Regions from separate parts of the Triticum aestivum genome. Here region 2 is linked to region 1. The links are chromatin contacts, called in public Hi-C maps. All regions are on one chromosome and are shown on one strand. Each heading gives the region's core, a stretch centred on a gene start, on an enhancer-like site or on the middle of the called end of the contact. The rest is flanking DNA. Distances are from core to core; before and after follow the strand shown. Region 1 holds the start of LOC123097493 (zinc finger protein CONSTANS-LIKE 13). Region 2 holds the start of LOC123097494 (probable esterase D14L).

The links. A called contact is a pair of places that touch in the nucleus more often than the background predicts.
Region 2: a Hi-C map of leaf shows a contact between it and region 1, with 5 times the contacts expected there. The contact joins the promoter of LOC123097494 here to the promoter of LOC123097493 in region 1. A contact is called at or near these places in 2 of 5 Hi-C or Micro-C datasets (both in leaf).

What each region holds. Positions count from the first base shown.
Region 1 is chr4D:288,771,427-288,774,126 of IWGSC CS RefSeq v2.1, forward strand. LOC123097493 (zinc finger protein CONSTANS-LIKE 13) reads left to right here and starts at 1,331. Exons shown (of 4, transcript XM_044519257.1): 1 at 1,331-2,300; 2 at 2,391-2,615. The coding sequence starts at 1,773.
Region 2 is chr4D:289,671,929-289,674,647 of IWGSC CS RefSeq v2.1, forward strand. It overlaps LOC123097494 (probable esterase D14L), which reads left to right and starts at 1,324. Exons shown (of 3, transcript XM_044519261.1): 1 at 1,324-1,829. The coding sequence starts at 1,459.

The DNA.
Region 1 (2,700 bases), core at 81-2,580:
TGAATTCATAAACGGTTCAGATCTGAGTTCATGGCACCCGGGCCGATAGTGACAAGCATTAAGCATGGCAAAGTCACAGCAACATCAATCTAAGAATATAGTGGATACTAGGGATCAGGCCCTAACAAAACTAACTCGATTACATGATGAATCTCATCCAACTCCTCACCGACCAGCGAGCCTACGAAGGAATTACTCACTCCCCGTGGGGAGCATCATGGAATTGGCGATGGAGATGGGTTGGTCATGACGAAGAACGAAGATACCCCACTCTGGAGCCTCAAACGGACTCCAGATCTGCCCTCCCGAGGAAGAATAGGGCTTAGCGGCGGCTCCGTCTCGTGGATCGCGATAATTCTTTCTCCCTAATTTTTTCCTGGAAATATGTGATTTTATAGTATCAGGGGGGTCGTCAGTGGGGCCATCAGGTGGTACAACCCACCTGGGCACGCCAGGAGAGGGGGCGCGCCCTGGTAGGTTGTGCCCATCCAGGTGCCCATCTCCGGCAGGTCTTGGCTCCAGAAATTCTTATTATATAAAAAATCCTCGCAAAGTTTCGTTCCATTCTGAGAACTTTTATTTCTGCACAAAAACAACACCATCATAGTTCTGCTGAAAACAACGTCAGTCCAGGGTTAGTTTCCTTCAAAACATGCAAATTAGAGTCCAAAACAAAAGGAAAAGCGTGAGAAAAAGTAGATACGTTGGAGACGTATCAGTATGAAGGGGCTGTTAATTGATTGGTTCTCCTACTGGTTCGATAACATTGGTTTAATTTCTAAGGGAAATACCTACCGCCGCTGTGCTGCATCATCCATTTCTTTTTGGGAAATACCGACGTAGCTTCAAGCGACACCAGACTCCCGATGATAGTTCTGCCTCTGTGGATCGAGACTAAAGATCGCATGTCAATGATTAGCTTACGTCAACGCTCATTAACGGCTAAACGGCCGTTAACGGAACCTACCGCCAGACGTGGCAGCGGTAGCCTGTGTTATGCTACCGCCAGGGACGGCGACGGTAACCAAAAGGATCAAATCTCGAAATGTTTCCATATCGAGATTAGATCCTACTAAACTACGTGAAAAGCGTCAAAGCATGAAATTTTGCCACCAAAGTGACCTTTCCAAGGCCAAGGCTAGCGATGCGATACTCTTTGGCATTACCTCAGCAGTTACGTCATGCTCCGCTCGAGACCCGTCCAAGCGGTCCCTTTCCGCCAACGGCCGCATCTTCTGTCGGCTGGACCTGCAAGATCTCGTGAGACAACTCGGCCAACCTCACCATCCGTGCTTCCCCCCTTCCCATTTCCCTTTCCTTTCCTTTCCTTCGTTCTCTCCCACTCCCACAGTCGATCGAACCATGGAGAAGCCGTTTTTGTCCGTGTCGACGCGACGAGACTGCCGCTCCAACACCTGGCCCGCGGCCAGCCTCACGCACGGCGGAGCCCGCCACGTCGCCGGCCTCACAGCACACAGTCATCCAGGCATGACAGAAATATCGGACTGAGCTACGCGAGTGAGTGACGAGGCAGAGGCAGCCTCCTCGCTTTCGAACCATCCCTTTCGCGGTTTACTCCGCTTCTCGTGCTTCTTCTCCCACCTTCTTCTTCTTCTTCTTTTTCCGCAAGCAAGCAAGCCGTATATGCACGCATTATCTCTTCTTCTTCTTCTTCTTCTTCTTCTTCTTCTACCTCTTCTTCTCCTTCTCCTTGTAGGTGGCAGCGCCTACCAAGCTCTTTTCCGCCGGTGACCATTCCAGTAGTCCATCACATGGGTCAAGACGAGCGCCAGCATCCAGAGCTGCCGGACATGGAGAAGGAGCTCTCTGCCGACGCGGTAGCCTGCGACCACTGCAGCGGCCCACAGGCGGTGGTGTACTGCCGGGCCGACAGCGCCAGGCTCTGCCTGCCGTGCGACCGCCACGTGCACGCCGCCAACGCGGTCTGCTCCCGCCACCTGCGCGCCCCGCTCTGCGCCGCATGCCGCGCAACCGGGGCCGTCTTCCGCCACGCCGGTCCCGAATTCCTCTGCTCCAACTGCGACTTCGGGAGGAGCCGGGACGCCGAGCTGCCGCTGCACGACCGCTGCACAGTCCAGGGGTACACGGGACGACCCTCCGCGCACGACCTCGCCGCTCTTCTCGGGGTCCCCGACTTCGACAAGCCCTCGGCCGGCAAAGCCGACGACGGTTGGTGGGCCATTTGGGAGGAGCCCCAGGTGTTCAGCCTGGAGGATCTCATCGTGCCCACCACTTCTAGCCATGGCTTCCAGCCCCTCGTCACGCCGTCCTCGCCCAAGGTACATGACATGCTCGCTGTCTGCCAAAATTCTCCAGTTTTCTGCTCTTGCTCTGAATTCTCACACCTAGCTCTAACTCATCTGCAAAAGATCCACAACTCACCCGATGGAAAGACCAACGATGAGGTCATACGGCAGTTACGTGAGCTCGCCGAGGTCGACATGGGCGGCGGTCAGATAACACCTCGTGAGGAGGCAGAGCAAGCTGCTCATCTGTTGCCTTCCAGGACAGAGTCACAGCACACCACTGGAAATGGCGATTTCGGCACAGATAACAGCCATGAGGTTGCAACCATGCCAACCCCTAGTTATGAGGTACGCACTTCAGTCTATCTCACAAATTTCCCCATGCTGGACGGATATAATACTGTGAACCTAACCAGGATAATTTTTTCTCCCA
Region 2 (2,719 bases), core at 74-2,573, 900 kb after region 1:
GTAGCCAAGAAACACACAAGCGAGAGACTGAGGTGCAAGTTTGTGTGGAGCAGTGGCGGTAATGTTAGGGTAGCATAAGCAACCGAAGACGTGAAGATCGTCATAGGATGGAGGAGACCCGAACAAGAGATGATGAGGTGTATAGCTCCATCGTGGTTTGCAAGGCCGGATGTTAAGGAGAAGCGTGGCAGTAGCGAGGGCATCTGGCCAGTACCGTGCGGGCATGTGTGCATGGAAAAGCAACGCACGAACACTCTCATTGAGAGTGCGGAGGACACGTTCAACTCGACCGTTTTGTTGGGATGTATATGGACATGTGAGACGAAAGATGGTGCCATGGGTGGATAGAAGATGTCGAATGGCGAGATTATCAAACTCTTTTCCGTTATCCGTTTGAAGGTGAGCAATGGTGCGATGAAAGTGGGTGTGGACGTAAGCATAAAAGGAGTGAAGGGTGGAGGCGACATCGGATTTACGACGTAGCGGAAAAGTCCAAGTGAAGTCAGAAAAATCATCTAAAATCACAAGATAATATGATAAGCCCGAATTGCTAGGCACTGGAGATGTCCAAACATCACAATGGATACCATCAAATGGAAAAGTGGCAATTGATGTAGATGAAGAAAACGGCAAATGAACGTGTTTTCCGATACGACAAGCATGACAAGTATGAGCCGCTGATTTACATGAAAAGGAAAAGGCGCTCAAAATTTTGTGACTACCGGAGGTCATAACGTAGAATGTTATACATAGGTCATACTCCGGAGGAAAAGGAAAAGGTGCTCAAAAGGAAAAGGAAGAACATCACGAGCTGCCCTTCCGATGAAGCGATGTAGGGTTTGGGGGAGGCGGCGGCGGCTACGGGAGGGAGCAGCGGCAGCAATGTAGGGTTTGGGGGAGGCGGCGGCGGCTATGGGAGGGAAGGAGTAGCGGCAGCGGCGTAGGGTTTGGAAGGAGGAGGCGGCGACGGCTACAGAGGAAGTAGCGGCGGCAGCGCTAGGGTTTGGGAGGGGTGGCAACGGCGGCTGCGTGGAGCGGAAGCGAGGGAGAACGCGATGAAAACTGATACCATGTAGAAAAGATATGGCATGCAGCTTAATTTTATTCCACGGAGTTGGTCATAATATATACGCGAGATGTCTTACGTGACAAGAAAACTAATCTTATCATATCTTTAGGAGTCAAACTATACTAGAGATTATAAAAAAGTTAATATAAATATGTCACGTTCAACAACTAATGCGCCTTTTACGCCGGCTAGTGCAAACTGCTAGCCTGTTGTGCAGCAGCGTCGGTCCCATTCCCATTCCTTCCTTCTACCAGCGGAGTGCGGTCCAGCCCGGCGCCCGCCTTTAGCCTTGGAACCCCCGCCACTCGTGCATCTCCAGCTGCCGCCCACTCCCCTCCCTCTCATCCCGTCAAAGAAGAGGAGACGAGAAAGCGAAGTCAATCAAATCCATGGGGATCGTGGAGGAGGCACACAACCTGCGGGTTGTCGGGGAGGGGAAGCGCGGAGTGATCGTTCTTGCGCACGGCTTCGGCACGGACCAGTCGGTGTGGAAGCACCTGGTGCCGCACCTCGTCGCTGACTACCGCGTCGTCCTCTTCGACACCATGGGCGCCGGGCCGACCAACCCAGACTACTTCGATTTTTCCCGCTACGCCACGCTCGAGGGATATGCGCTCGATCTGCTCGCCATCCTGGAGGAGCTCGGGATGGCCTCCTGCATCTACGTCGGCCACTCCGTCTCCGCCGTAATCGGCGTGCTCGCCTCCATCTCCCGTCCCGACCTCTTCTCCAAGCTCGTACTCCTCTCCGCTTCTCCCAGGTACGCAGCAACGTTGCCTCACTTTCTAAGTAGCTGCTTAATTCGTTTAATTCCCACTAGGTAGACTATTACAGAAGGTCGGCACAAGATTCTTATTCCTTCTAATGACTTAATATGCGTTTTTGTTATCATTTCCAACTGGAGGATCCCTTAATCCTATTAAAGGAGGATTATAAATGGATAGATGTCTTCGATTTCCACTGGAACTATTTATTTGTTTGTTTGATGGTCCTAGGACTACCCACAGTGGGAGTAACATGAGAGCATGGTTAATAATATAGCCAACTGCTGGCTATAAGCCATTGCCATGTCATCTATAGCCCATCTTGTAGCCAACATGTACAATAGTTGATTAGAAGAGCATACTACTTTTTTATTATATGGCCCACCTTTCACTCTCACAAAGTGCATACGAGCATGTGCTAGAGCGGACTCTTCACCAAGAGCCCGCTTACCTTCTCTCTCCTCCAACTAAGTAAGAATATACTAGTTTATTTCTTATAACCAACTGACTCAGCTCTATTGTACTTGCTCTGAGTGGTAACATCACATATATCTATGTAAAGTAGATGATGTGGCAACTAATTAATGAGGAGAGAGGCAAATTAGCTAGTTACTCATACTATGAGTAACATCACATACCAAGACAAGATGAGTCTATAACACAATAAATGAAGTGTTGCATGACACCATAAATATGTTACTCTCCACTATAGAGGTAGTGACATTGACTAGTAGTAACATATGCATGTTACTAGTCTAAGTTACTCCCCACTGTGGCTAGTCTAACCATCTAATAGACTATGCTCCTTAATTTTGGAGTCCTCCAATTCAATTGTGGTGTTCAGTTTTCGATTGGTTCACGATTCTGACCGGGTGAACGACTTCTC